Linked DNA regions of Mus musculus: region 1 is linked to region 2. Evidence: chromatin contacts called from public promoter capture Hi-C data. All regions are on one chromosome and are shown on one strand. Each heading gives the region's core, a stretch centred on a gene start, on an enhancer-like site or on the middle of the called end of the contact. The rest is flanking DNA. Distances are from core to core; before and after follow the strand shown.

Region 1 (7,355 bases), core at 3,110-5,609, 460 kb before region 2:
AGGCTGGGAAAGTCCCTAAGCTTCAGGTGGGCAGTTGTGTCATCTTTGGCAAGTGAAGGGCCTGGGTTGTTGCAGGTCTCCGAGGGCAAAGGTATATGAACACTGCTGCAATTTCGAACGAATACAGAAAGAGGATTTCCTATTCCGCAGGGACGGAAAGTGCCCCAAGGGAAGGTTGACACAGAGGCAGTTCTTGCCCACGACACAGAGCCCAGAGAAGGCAGGGATGATCGAGGAAAGCCGGGCCTGCCCAAAGGGTTCTGACTCCGGGGCCCACGTCACGCACGCAGCATTAGACTCTGGAGCCCCCTAACCCGCAGCGACCAAGACACGGAGCACAACCCGTGCCCCCCTCCCTCAGTACATCCGTGCCGCCGGTCAGCGCACCGTGGCAGTGACACCCCCACACCCCGCGTCCAGCCGCCACGCCCCCGCCGCGCACCCACCTCGGCGCGCCGCACCGCACCTCTCCCTTCGGCTCTCCGCTGGACCGCACTGGACTTTCTGCGCACGCGCGTAGGCGGCCCCGCCCCACAAGCACGCGCTTGCGGGCTGCCCACCCCGAGTGCCCCGCGTCTCAGTGCTGCCGGCTCTGAGCATGCGCATTTGCGCCCGGCGGCGGCCAAGTCGGGAGCATGCGCTAGCCAAACAGCGGTTCCCGCGCTAAGGGGCGGGGGCTCGCCTAAAGAGGTGGGGACCCTAGCGCCTGGTGTAAGGCAAAGTCACGGACGACTAGAACTCCGACGGCTGCCCGTGGAAGTCGCCTCTGGTCCGGTCACACGTGGACCTGATCTGCCCCTTCTCGACGTCCAGTCTTGAGCGGATAGAGTGTAGGGCTCCTAGCTAGGGGCAGGACCTGTGTCATGGAGCCAAGAGGCCAAGACTGGTAGGAGTCGTGGTAGAAAGCGACAGCTGGATGGACCCCAGAAAAGGGTACAACGGAACAAGAAAGATATGGGACACAGGCAGTGATGCAGCTGCGGATGGGGACACGGTCACGTGACCGGCAGAGGCAGGCCAGAATGGATATGGGGACAAGATCCATGACACTGGACAGGGGAGCCTACAATACTCTTTGTACATTCCCGGCTGGAGGGCAGAGACGTCGCTGTCTTGGCTGTGCAATTGAGCCACAGCCCCTGCAGCGGTGTACAGGCAATTATGGTGGCAACAGTGGTTTTGGAGAGGTTGGAGAACTCTAGTGTATCACAGCATCAGAGAGTTGATGAATCACATTGGCCCGTGGGATGTGCTCAAACCCCAGAGGGATCATCCTAGCATCCCCTGGGAATAGGCGGGTTCACACCTTTAAGAGACGTCGGGTATCAGCCAAGAGGGATAAGATCAGGGTCCTCTGAGCTGCCCTAGGAGCCTCCAGATAGCTCTTAGGGGCCATCATACTCCTCTAAGTTGGGGGTAGGGTATCGCCAAATAGGTTTCAAGCGGGGATGGGGGTAGGGGGAAATTAGATGGCGATGCACGTGACACTTCCAGCCTAGTGCTCTGATGAACGCGCCGCGCCCAGTGATAAGAGAGCTGAGTCCGCCCAGTCCACGCCCAGCTTGCAGATTCAGGCGGTCCCGCAGCGCCCCCGCCGCTCTCTCCTCTGCAGCCTCCGCAGGCGCCGGGTCCAGGCGTCTCTCCAAGGCAGCACGAGGCTTCCACGGGCAGCACTGAGCCCCTGTCCCCGGCCCGCTGTGCTCCCAGCTGCAGCCCCCGGCCCACCTCCCAGCAGCAAGTAACGCCGGCCGGGCAGGAGGCGCGGGCAACCGCAGGCCGCGTCTAGAGTTGGTACCCACAGCGCGCTGCTCCCGCGTCGAGCGCGTTCCTCGCCGCTGCGGAACACAGCAAGCACCGCTACCGGAAAGCGTGTCCACGAGCCGCGGGCCTCACCGCGTGCACCCACTGCCACCTGCACCGCTGCGGGGGGGGCGTGGAAAAGCGATCAGGTTAAGTGGGGCAGGGCCGGAGGGGTCTGTATAGAGAAGCATAGAATGTCCAAATGGCTTAGGAGAGACATGAAGAGGTCACCCACTAGAGGGAGGTACACTTAAGACATAGCTGCCAAAGCCCGCATCAGTGGGAGACCCGAGGAAAGAAAGAGCCTTGAAGTACAGCCAGGGTCAAGGTATTCAAAGGAGCTGGGGGCGAGATGGAAGAGCTGGAGTGAGGCAGCCTACCATAGTCCTTCCGGCAGAACTTCTTCAGGCTGATTCGGTAACTGCCACGCGCAGGTCTGCAATGTGACTCACAGTCTAGGGGGAAAGAGTGGAGACTAGCAGATTCCCATGCCTCTACCCCACACTGGTCTGCTTTAGCTAGGGCCCTCTTCCCCAGGCCAGTCTGGGCTCTGGTGTCCACTCACCCTGTGGCTCCACAGGACTGCTTTCTTCGGTGGGTCCAGGGACAGGAGTCTCTAAGGAGTGTGGGAGAATAGTCTATAATGGGGTATCTGACGGAAAGGCTCAGGGAACAGACAACAGTCAGTAGCTGATGCGACTTTGGCTGAGGTGACTGAGACAGGGCAGGGTCACTCACTAACGCAAGGTGCCACAGGAGAACGGCTCTGCTGGAAACCTGGGGCACAGCGGTTACAGGTGAGGCCAGTAACACCATCCTTACAGGGACACTGGCCTGTGGTCTGGTTACAGGTTTTGCCAGCAGCACCAACTGGGTGGCAGTCACAAGCTGAGGACAGAAATGATAAGCTCAGAACTGTAGCTGGGGTTCTGGGGAAGTAAATCACGAACGTGTATAGGTGGCAGGCTCACCTCTGCAAGCACGACGGTCACTCAGGACACGGCCTGGATCACGATAGAAGCCCTCCCGGCAGTAGTGGCAGTGACGACCAGCTGTATTGTGCCGGCAGTTGAGGCACACGCCCCCACTGCGGCGGCCGGACAGTCGGTAGAGCTCCATGTTGAAGCGGCATCTTCGCGCATGGCCGTTGCAGGAGCAAGCTGCAGGGAAGGGTCAGTCAGGGGCAGCCCTGCCTGGTCAGAAGTCCCCAGGCTACCCTCCAAGGCCTCACCAAGGCAAGCGTGGGCTTCCTGCCCTGTAGCCCGCTGCCATGGCCTGTCGCAGTAGAAGGGCTTGCAGCGGCTGCAATCAGGGCCCTCTGTACCATGCTGGCAGTCGCAGACCAGGTGGCCATGGGTGTCCAACAGACACCGTGAGGCATGCCCATTGCACTTGCATCGACCTCCCACCTGAAGCTCAGTGGCTGAGTAGGAGTAGGGGACTGTCACCCCACCGTCCCTGGTGTCTCCCTGAATGGCAGGCCTTGTGAGTACTATGCGAATATCTGTGGCAGTCACCCAGTCTTGGAGCACGGGGCTGTTGTCCAGATCCAGGCCCTGTGGGCTGCCATCCTGCACACTGAAGGCCAGAAGGCCTCCACCATCAGGCTGAGCCTGGGGGGCTGGAAAGCAGAGGGCTTCTGGCCCTGGACCAGAAGGGCCATCAGCAGGAGCAGGCAGACGGCCATAGTCCAGGGTACAGCTGGAAGAGAAGAAGCCCAAGGGGACCCAGCTGCGGCCATGGTCCTGCGACTTAAGCAGGGCCACGGAGGTTGGAGGAGCTGAGCAGAAGCGCAGGCTCACGAAGACCAGCTCAAAAGCCTTCCCCAGGGGCACTGTGAGGGTTACGTTGAAAGGTGCCTGTTGCAGCAAATCGGAGCGCCAACAGAGAGGACTTGCAGTGCCCGGAGCAGAGGTCAGGAGGTCTGCAGAGTGTGCCCGCTGCGGGTCCGAGGAATCGCAGACGCGATTGGCCGACCTCCCGCACGTGCTGGACGCCAGCACCTCTCGGCCCAGAGCAGCGTTCACAAGGCCAGGAATACAAGAGCGAGGCTCCCTCGCCTCATCATAGCAGGGGTCGGCAGAGGCCGGCAGCCCTGGGCTCAGTGCAGCGGAGAGCGTGCCCGCGGTCAGCAGCAGCCCCCAGAGCCAGGTGGGCATGGCCGTGGCCGCTGTAAGTCAACCAGCCAGCTTCCGCCTAACGAGTCTGCCCTCGAAGAGAGAGCCTAGTCCGCTACTCTGCGTGCCGGGTCTGCAGTGCCAAGATAGCAGAGCACCAGGGCGGCCCCCAGCACAGGCCCAGAAGTGGGAGCAGCCACCGGCACGCCCGGGGCCGAGCACAGGAGCAGGGATGTTGGCGAGTCCTCCTGCTAGGCCTGAAGCGTTGACAGGCGTCGCCCCCGCTCCCGGTGCCTCCGCCCGCGGAGGCCCCACCCGCCGCCGGCCGCCAGCACTCACCCACGGAGGGCCAGGAGGAGCAGGTCTCCCGGCCTCCCGGGAAGGGCCTTGGGCGGGCGGGGCCTGGGGCGCCCGGGCTGCCGGCTTCTCCTGGCTGCAGCGAGAGCAGAGGAGCTGTGCCAGAAGGGGGTGGGGGGCTCAGCAGGAGCAAGCCTGGTCCTAGCCAGGGGCGGAGCTGCTCGGGCCGGGAAGGAAGGAGGGGAGGGGGCCTTGTCCCGACAGCCAGAATCAGAAGCAGATTCAGACACAGGCTGGGCCAGCGCGGGAGGGGGCTGGGAGGCCCACGATCCGGGGGGAGGGGCTGGAGAGCCAGGAATGCGCTTACGGGAGGGGGCAGCTCAGCCTTACAGCCCGTGAGGGACCACCCAGCAGGGTCCTCGGCCTGAAGCCAGGCTTTGACTGCTCCTGGGGTGGTGCCACGTGCTGGGCTGGGGTCTGGGCCACTCCTCCCAGAGGCCCATCATGCAGGCACAACCTTAGAACTGAAGCTTGAAGTCTTGGATGCTCCCCAGAATGGGGGAAGAAGACAGTTGGGGCTGGTGTTCTTGTAAGGTATCCCCAAGGCAGTAGTCTGTTCTAGCAGAAAGAACTCAGGTCTTATTTTAAATCCAAGCTGTTTGGATTTCTGGCTGTGTGGCCTGAGTTCCTCAGTTTCCTCATCCACCAAAATGTCTATTGTTTGCCATGCTTTGTGGAGTTGCTGGGAGCATTTGATGAGCTAACATAGATATCATCCTAAGCGAGGTGCACTAGGGATGCGGCTAAGTGATGAGGTCACGGTTGGACAGTGAGATCCAGCCAATCTCTTAATCTAAATCACTCCTGGGTCTCAGGGTATAGCTGTGTCATAGGATAGCCCCATTGTCCAGAAGGGCTTGAAAGTTTGAGCACAAAGTACAGCCTATTTGATGGTCCCTTGGGGTTCAAGGTCTGTTCACCTGTTACCCCACCCCCACCCTCGTGGAAAGGTAAGGAGTGGGATTTAACGACTGGAGAGGGGCTGGTCACAAATAAACCAGAGTCAGAATCCCTGAACCTGACCGTCTACAGCCTAGTACATCTGGGTAGAAAAACAGGCAGATGCCCCAGATGAGTTGCTGGGGTACAAGTTGGAGGTGGGCTGTGGCTGAGAGGGTCTTGCCAAGAGGAACCACTCACTGCCTTTGGTCCCTGACGGACCAGGCAAGGCTGCCATGGACTCCACGAAGAGCGGGTGGGATACAGTTCCATCTTGGGGGAGCAGTCCTGAGGTCCAATTACCTGGTTTCAGAAAGGAGGCTGACCACAGGCCAGTCCCTGCAGATGGTAAGAGAGGCCATATGAGGGAGAATGCCTGTATACTCAGAGCTAGCATTCTGGACTGAAAGTGTTCCTACAACAAAAAAGGAGAGAAACAGAAGCTCTCAGGAAAGGAATAGTGAAACAAGAACCCTGGACCCTTCCCAGGACACAGGGGCTGCGGCAGAGGCAGGCACCGGGAGAGAAGCAGTGTGGCAGGGTGTTGGACACTTGTTCCTCTAGAACAGCTGACTCAGGGGAAAACCAGGCTGTCCTCTGAACATCAAGCCCATGCTAGAGTCCCCAGACTGTCAGACAACTATGGGAGGTGGGACAGGGGGACAGCCTTTCACGCCAACAGTGAAGTAAGCCTTATCTCTAGCTCAGCTCCCTGTGAACTGTGACTGCTGGGGTCTGCAGAGTATGAGATGGATTCTGATGTGGGTGGAAGTTGGTGCCTGGTGATCTCTGCATTGATCAGGTCCTGAGGGATGGAGCCGGACAGGAGCTCAAATGGCCATTGCCTCACCAGCCCTTCAAGGAGGAGGCATGGGCTTCAGAGCTCTTTCCTAGAATTGCCCTTTGCACACATTGTCTGGCCCCAGGGCTACTCTTGCAGATGGTGGACTGGGCATTGGGATAGCTTTCTCTAGTCTCCAAGAGCTGCTTATAACTCTCTGTGGACCCAGCCACCTGCCTCCGCCCCTGATTGAGGCCTCTTAGGCCTCTCCTCTCATGATTCCCTACCCCCTCCAGGCATTTTCTGTAACAAAGAGGTTCCGCCCTCCTTTCCCCCCCAGCCCCCCCCCCACCCCTGCCTCACACCTGCAACTGCTCAAGCTCTGCACACTCACCCCAATCCATAACAGCAATTGGGTTGAGGGGGGCAGAGGATGATAGTGTTGGACAATTTCAGGTCTCAGGGGGCTGCTGATCTTTCAAATAACCCCCTGGCCAGCCCGGGACCAACTGTCCCCTTCAGACCCTTGCCACCACTTCTCCTTGCCTTGTATGAGTGCCTATTATGCCTCAATAGGCCCAGACGTAGAGAGGAAGGCTGGCAAGTCTACGTTCTCCGTCTCACCTCGTCCCTTACTCTCTCCATGCCCTGCACTCCTTGCGCAGACTTTTTGCAAACCCCCTCCCTTTCCACACTGTCAGGCCAGCTGGGCGGCAGCAATCAGCTCTCCGTGTTGAAAACGAAAAGCTGAAAAGCACCGGTTGGTGGAGGGATGGTGTGAGGGGGAAGGGCGTAGAAGAAGGAGGAAGGGTAAAGGCTGGTAGCCCTCCCTACTTCATGAGGATTTAGAAATAAACAGTTTAGGGAGGGGTCTTCTGTGTCTTGCCAACAGTGAAATGCAGCCCTCTCGCCCAGACCTTGCTGGGAGGTGGCCCCTCACACAGGCTTAGGCTCCCGCTGCTCCACAAACCCAGCCCTCTTACTCCGCCGAGCTCGCCAGCACAGAAAGGTGGCGGTCAGGAGTCCAAGGCCGACGCCAAGAGCAGCCAGAGACATGCTTTGGGCCAGATCCAGGCAGGGCCCGCACAGCGAGAAGGTGATGCCGGTGCCAGATGCACCGGCCAGCACCGCCAGGGCGCCGAAGGGCAAGCCGCAGCGCGACCAGGAGCCCCCCGCACCGCCGGTGGCCAAGAACAGGGCATGGAGGGCTCCAGGGGGTTCTGGGGATGCCAGACCTGGCAGGGTGGGCTCAGGCAAGGACTCTGGTGACCTCATGTTTCCGACTAGGTGGCCGTGCTTTGGGGGTGGAGATGGGGTGGCAATGGTAAGGATGCCCATCACAGCCTTACGTCACATCCTGG
Region 2 (7,195 bases), core at 3,824-6,323:
CAGGAGAAGAGCGCCAGGCACACACCTTTAGTCCCAGCACTCAGATGACACAGGCAGACAGATTTCTTTGATTTTGAGGCCACTACATAGGGAGTTCAAGGACAGCTGGGGTCACATAAAGAGACTGTCTCAAAAATATTTTTCATATAATATATATGTATTATATATATATGGAGGGGGAAGACTGTAGAGATGGCTCAGTAGTTAAGAGGATCTGTTACTCTTGCAGAGGCCAAGGGTTCAATTCCCAGCACCCACAAGGAGGCTCACATCCATACTCTTTAGTTCCAGTGGCTCTGACTTCAGCCTCTGATCTCTGCAGGCACCAGGCATGGACACAGAATACTTACACACATGCAGACAGACATTTGCAGACATAAAAAAAAAAAAAAAAAAGGAAAGAAAGAAGTACTACTGGAAATCTTTTTTTGTTTTTTGTTTTGTTTGTTTGTTTGTTTTTGTTTTTCGAGACAGGGTTTCTCTGTATAGCCCTGGCTGTCCTGCAACTCACTTTGTAGACCAGGCTGGCCTCGAACGTAGAAATCTGCCTGTCTCTGCCTCTCAAGTGCTGGGATTAAAGGTGTGAGCCACCACGCCCAGCCACTCCTACTGGAAATCTTGAGAAGTCCTGCCACATGTTAAGGAGAAAATCATGGTCCTCACTTGGGTGTTCCTAGTCTCATTAATAAAATAATGGAAGTGTGGACACGAATGAAAACAGAAGGTCAAAGACTCAAATAAAGCCTTTGGACAGTTTATTCATGATTAAGAGAAAAACCTTAGGGCAGGCAAGCTGAGGCCAGCCTGGTCTACAGAGTGAGTTCCAGGACAGCCAGGGCTACAGAGAAACCCTGTCTCAAAAAAAACAAAAAGAAAAAAAAAAGAAAGAAAGAAAATAACCAAACCCAATGGTAGCTCATAGAAACTACACTCAAGGTAGGAATTGTGGAAAGGAAATGTGTATGAAGGTGAACCTGCACAAACTGGGGCACTGAGGCAGGAGAATCTCTGTGAATTAAAGGTCACCCTGGTCTTCAAAGTGAGTTCCAGGGCAGATAGCTAAGGCTGTTACACAGGGAAACCCTGTCACAAACAAACAAACAAACAAAAAACAGAGGAGAGAGAGAGAGAGAGAGAGAGAGAACCTGCCATCTGCTGACCCTGAGTGGTCTCGCTGCCTTAACACTTAGAGGAATAAGAGGCACGCAAGCATGCAGATCTTTATAGGTTCCAAGGACTGACCTCAGTTCTTCAGCATTGTCCCTGCTGAGCCACCACACCAACCCCACACAATGCTCAGTGTCCTAGTGTCCCATTGCTGTGATTTCTGCCCTGTGCTCCGAATGTCAAAGTGAAGAAATTCAATGAAGCCCGGGTAAACGGCAGGAGTAACTATGACTCTCTTAAGGTAGCCAAATGCCTCGTCATCTAATTAGTGACGCGCATGAATGGATGAGATTCCCACTGTTCCTACATACTATCCAGAGAAAACACAGGCAAGGGAACGGGCTTGGCACACGCCTTTAATTCCAGCACTCGGGAGGCAGAGGCAGGCAGATTTCTGAGTTCGAGGCCAGCCTGGTCTGCAAAGTGAGTTCCAGGACAGCCAGGGCTATACAGAGAAACCCTGTCTTGAAAAGAAAAAAGTGTTTACTTTTAATTTATTTTGAATGGGTGCTCTATCTGTACACCCCAGTGCCAGAAGAAGGCATCGGATCCCATTATAGATGGTTGTGAGCCACCATGTGGTTGTTGGGATTGAATTTAGGACTTCTGGAAGAGGTCTTAACTGCTGAGCCATTTCTCTGCAGCCCCCAAAAGGAAGTGTTTAATTGGCCCTTGCTTACAGTTTCAGAGGCTTAGTCCACTGTCACCGTGGTGGGGAGTATCACACAGCAAGCACTGGTCTAGTTCCTAACCCCTCCAAGAGGGCTTCCCTTCTTCTTCTTCTTTTCTTTTCTTTCTTTTTTTTTTTGGGGGGGGGGGAGCAGGGTTTTTTTGTGTAGCTCTGGCTGTCCTGGAACTCACTCTGCAGACCAGGCTGGCCTGAACTTAGAAATCCACCTTCGTCTGCCTCCCAACTGCTGGAATTAAAGGCATGTGCCACCACTGCCAGGCAAGGGTTTCCCTTGATATTTGCTGTTGTCTAGGGAGTCCTTCGTGCTTCCTTTGGCTCTTTCAGTCTCTTTTACGGTTGTGTTGTTGTGTTTTTTTGTTTGTTTGTCTGTCTGTTTGTTTGTTTTTTTTTTTTTTGGTACATTTTGTTTTTACCCAGATCTCTCTACATGGCCCTGGGTGTCCAAGAGCTCGTGTAGATCAAGCCTGGGTCATTTGTCTTTCTGGTTTTGTTTCGTTTTGTTTTTTGAGACACAGGGTTTCTCTGTGTAGCCCTGGTTGTCCTGGAATTCTCTCTGTAGATCAGGCTGGCCTCCGACTCAGAAGAGATGTGCCTGTCACCACTGTCTGCATCCATTTGTCTTTTATCCTACAGGCTCTTTATGAATCTGTGAAGCAAAATGTTTGCATGCAGTTCCCCTCTGACCTGTCAAACCATGGACTGCATGACTGTGCATTTCCCAATGTGCTGGGCAGCTGTGCTGTCACAGTACCACAGCTACTCATCTGCTCTTTCTCATGCTACCAATTCAGTCAGCTCTATTAAAAACAGGCAAGAAGAGCTGGGCGTGGTGGCGCACGCCTTTAATCCCAGCACTCGGGAGGCAGAGGCAGAGGCAGGCGGATTTCTGAGTTCGAGGCCAGCCTGGTCTACAAAGTGAACTCCAGGACAGCCAGGGCTATACAGAGAAAACCTGTCTCGAACCCCCCCCCCCAAAAAAAAAAAAAAACAGGCAAGAAAAACCCCTGTAGAGATGCCTTTTACTAAATCTAAACCGGCAACACAAGAGGTAGGAGAGGAGAGCTTTCGCGTGACTCACGGCCTGAGCTGGAACAGCCAGTCTGCTTACCTGGCTAGAGAATGTTTATGCCAATCACAGCCTTGTCTCCTCAGTCACAGTAGGCCCTCTGCTGGCCAATCATGGGAAATAGTCCTCCTTTCTAGCCTGAGATGACTACAGGGTCATCTAGAGTTCCAGGTGTGTAGGTTTAAAAATGTCTGGTGTAGCCGGGCAGTGGTGGCTCACACCTTTAATCCATCCCAGCACTTGGGAAGCAGAGGCAAGGGGATTTCTGAGTTTGAGGCCAGCCTGGTCTACAGAGTGAGTTCCAGGACAGCCAGAGCTACACAGAGAAACCCTGTCTCGGAAAAAAAAGAAAAAAAAAGTCTGGTGTGAACTGTTTCAAACAGCTCTCTGATTGAGGCTGTGCCTTTAGGAGAGGGATAATCAACTCTGTTCACTGCGTTGTTTTCTCAGGTGTCTAAGGAGTGTTCAGAATGGTGGCAGATGGGTAGTCTGGCTGGCTGGCTGACTAAAAAAAAAGCCAGGGCAGCAAAGGGTGAGGCCAAAAGCTGTCAATTAGGAAGCCACATTCACCATCCCTCAGCCTGTACTTATTTGCACAAACTGGGACAATAAAGTACTTGCCATCAGCATCTAACGAGCTTATCATTAACATTCAATTGTCATCTTAACAGAAATGTTTTCATTTTTTAAAATTTATTTTTATTTTCTATGGACGTGTTTTGCTTTCCTGCCTGTGTACCACGTGTGTGCCTGGTGCCCTCAGAGACCAGAAGATATTAAACCTCCTGGAACTGGTTGTGAGCCTTCATGTGGTGCTGGGAATTGAACCTAGGACTTCTGCAAGAAAAGCTAGTGCTCTTAATTGTTGAGCCATCTCTCCAGTCCTCCATTTTAACAGATTTTTTTTTTTTTGAGACAGTGTCTCACTTCTACGTAGCCATGGCTGGCCTGAAACTATGTTGACCAGGCTGACTTCAAAACTTACAAAGTCTATGCCTGTGAGTGCTAGGATGAAAGGTATGTGACCACACCCTGTCATTTTAACAATACTTAGCCCTGCCCAGTTGCCTAAGAAAGGTAAATCCCCCTATCTGTCCGAAGATGGCAAATGTAGCCCGGTCTGCTTTACATAGTTGGTATGGCGACCCCAGTTTTACAAATGAGGTTATAGGCTTCAGTGGGGCAACCTAGTTCAGAAGCATGTAAGTCTAGGTACCAGGATTAGGGGTTTAAGTCATTTCTGATTCTAGCTAGCCATAGGCACTCTGGGGTCACACACACAATATACTGACTCTTTCTAGAAAGGGTTCAGATTTGGACCCATCTCGCTTCATCAGAAATCCGGAGACCGCCCAACAGCTGCAGACTTGAAGCCTCCGGTTCACTACTATCCACTCAAGCACCTCTGGGTGCTTCCCTTTCCTACATACTATGTCTGGCTGGATGTGTCTGTCTTACAACCAAGAAAACACGAGGTCCCTTCTCTAGTGGGATTGGGTGAGAATGTCTGGATGTCCTGATGTCAGAGGCTTATGTTCCAAACACAAGAGAGGTGCAGGGCTATAGAAAGGTTCCTAAAAATTTGTCGGATTCAGTCATTACTAGCTGAATTACTTATGTATGTATTTTGTGCTGGGAATGGAACCTAGGCACGGTAGGCAAGTCTCTGCCACTAAGCTATGTTCCCAGGACATCCAGTGAAATTTGCATTTAAGATACAAACATACTACATACTACGTCCAAGTAATGTTTGTGTGATACTTAGCTTAAGACTGATCGAGCCGGGCATAGTGGCGCATGCCTTTAATCCCAGCACTTGGGAGGCAGAGGCAGGCGAATTTCTGAGTTCGAGGCCAGCCTGGTGTACAGAGTGAGTTCCAGGACAGCCAGGGCTACACAGAGAAACCCTGTCTCGAAAAACAAACCACAGTTCGTGTTTTATCGGAAATGATGCTGGAAACCCTGTAGCTCCTCCGGCGTTTCCAGAGCTTGCGTCGGCGAAGGCGGAGAGACTCCGCATTTAAATGACTGGAAAGGCTTGAGCAGCAGTCATGAGCGAATGGCAGCTCTGTACAACACCAGGCCCGGGCGGAAGTCGCAGTGCGCACTTCCGCCAGGCGGGCGGTTGCCTGAGGGCAGTGACGTCGACGGAAGGGGCGGGTCCGCCGGGAGCCAGGCCGCGCTGTGCCGCGCCGGCCAGGAGGGGGCCGGAGCCCGGCCATGGCGGCGGCGGCGGGCGCCGAGGGGCGGCGCGCGGCTCTGGAGGCGGTGGCAGCGCCGGAGCGGGGCGGCGGGAGCTGCGTGCTGTGCTGCGGTGACCTGGAGGCTACGGCGCTGGGCCGCTGCGATCACCCGGTGTGCTACCGGTGCTCTACCAAGATGCGGGTGCTGTGCGAGCAGCGCTACTGCGCCGTGTGCCGCGAGGAGCTGCGCCAGGTGCGCCAGCGGGGCGCGCGACGGGGCGCGGGGAGGGCGGACTCCTGATGGCTTTGCCTGCTCGGTGTCCGGCCGCGGCCTGGCCTCACCCGCTCCCTCCGGAGGCCGGGTGGTCGGTCGGGGCGCCATGCGATCACCGGGCCTCCTGGGGCTGGGAGAAGCCAGAGGCGGCCGGGCTGGGGAAGGAGGAGCGATGTCTGTGGGAACTCTAAGCCTGGGGACTTTTCCCTATGACCTGGCTGCGGGAAGGGCAAGGTCAGGTCGAGAGCCCTCCTGTCTGTGAATCTTAATTTTTTCGGGATCGTCACTGAGGAGGAGCAGACAGCCAGGGGGAACCTCCAGACACTGTCTATTCTGGAAGCTGACTGCTCTGGAAAAAAAGGGTTAAACTGGACATTTCCAGACTAGTTGGGCTTCTGGGCCCCACCGGTGATCCTTAGCTCCTGAGACAGCGTTTCCATTTGTAGAGTGGAGGTGATACCAGGACCTGATTCCTAGGTGCTTGGTGGTCCACAATTTTAGGAAGTTTTCCTCCTCGTTACTAGTTCTAGCTTTGAGGCTTCCTTCCAGAGTGGTGGGAAGAGGATGTTTCTGGCTGTCTAGACTTGGAAATCCCGAAGGGGGTCAGAGGACTCCAGCAATGCCAGCCTTTGATGGGGAGTATCCAGCTGAACCTCCCTTGGTTTGCTGCCCGTAGAGATCTGTTTGCTTCCAGAATTGTGAAATTACCTTGGTTGGTTCGTGGAAGGTTTTGGCTAGTGGCTTCTGCCAGGGAATCACCCTTTCCTGTTCTTAGAAGTGATGCAGAGATAGAAATGATGCCAAAATTTTGAGTTTTTTTTTTTTTTTTTCTTTTCTTTCTGACCTTTTTCTTTCTCGTTGAGATAGGGTCTCACTATGTAGTCCTGGCTGGCCTGGAACTTGTTATGTAGAACCAGTATCTGCCTCCTGATTTCTGAGATTAAAGGCAGTGCACCACCATATCCCGTATTTGAGACAGGGCCTGTAGCTCTGGCAGTCCTGGAACTCATTCTCTAGACCAGACTGGCCTTGAAGTCACACAGATCCACCTGCCTCTACCTCCTGAGGGCTAGGTCATTCTCCACCATACCCAGCACACCCAGCTTTTCTTTCTTGATATTTATGTCAAAAGACTCAGCTGGAATCTGGAACATTCCCTAAGCATCTATGTCATACTGGGGAAGAGGGACTAGAAGACCCCAGACATAGTGTGGTGGAAGGAGCCTTACCCTACTGGATGAGATCTGGGGTTTAGAAACATCTCTGGAAGCTTTTGGCTGGTGTCCTACTCAGGGTCTTGCTGGGGCTTTGCTGGCCAGTCGTGCACACGCTGATGGGAAGGTCTGACACGGGTTTTGAGCACACATACCTGTAGCTTCCTTCTAGGAAGGGAGACATTTTGTAGGTCCTTATGTACGTCGTCCTGGCCTGGGCTCTGGGTCTCACTCAGGAAGTGAGTGAACATACATACATATGTCAGCTGTAGCCAGTGTCTGCCCTCCCTCAGTCTTCCTGAGCCTCACACCTCTAAGAGCTCTGTGGCAGGGGCTTTTGACATGAGCTGTTAGCTTGCCCTGGCTGGGATGTGGTTTGACACTCTGTGCCCCTGGCTAAGCCTGGGCGTCCTCTTAGACTTGTACCACCATGCTGGGCAGCAGGAGCTCTTTGGGAAGTGGGGTGAGATGGTAGCTGTCCAGCTCAGCCTCACCGTTTATCCTGATTCCCTCCACTTGTAACCTAGCGCCTTCACCCTTGTCCCTTACTGAGTCTTGTATTACCCTTTGAATATGTCCTGAATTCCAGAATTCCACAAT

The links. Promoter capture Hi-C pulls out the DNA fragments that hold promoters and counts their contacts.
Region 1: a promoter capture Hi-C map of liver shows a contact between it and region 2, with 2.2 times the contacts expected there. The contact joins the promoter of Ntn3 here to the promoter of Zfp598 in region 2. A contact is called at or near these places in 5 of 39 promoter capture datasets (hippocampal neurons, liver, pre-B cells and 1 more), 1 of 484 Hi-C or Micro-C datasets (liver), 2 of 115 datasets of contacts at active chromatin or transcription factors (bone marrow-derived macrophages and pancreatic cancer cells) and 1 of 9 other capture datasets (liver).

What each region holds. Positions count from the first base shown.
Region 1 is chr17:24,205,028-24,212,382 of GRCm38.p6, forward strand. Ntn3 (netrin 3) reads right to left here and starts at 4,360. Exons shown (of 6, transcript NM_010947.3): 1 at 3,032-4,360; 2 at 2,772-2,960; 3 at 2,539-2,688; 4 at 2,366-2,416; 5 at 2,181-2,255; 6 at 1-1,920. The coding sequence starts at 3,959. The coding sequence ends at 1,571. It overlaps Tbc1d24 (TBC1 domain family, member 24), which reads right to left and starts at 535. Exons shown (of 8, transcript NM_173186.4): 1 at 447-535.
Region 2 is chr17:24,664,614-24,671,808 of GRCm38.p6, forward strand. It overlaps Zfp598 (zinc finger protein 598), which reads left to right and starts at 5,074. Exons shown (of 12, transcript NM_183149.2): 1 at 5,074-5,360. The coding sequence starts at 5,145.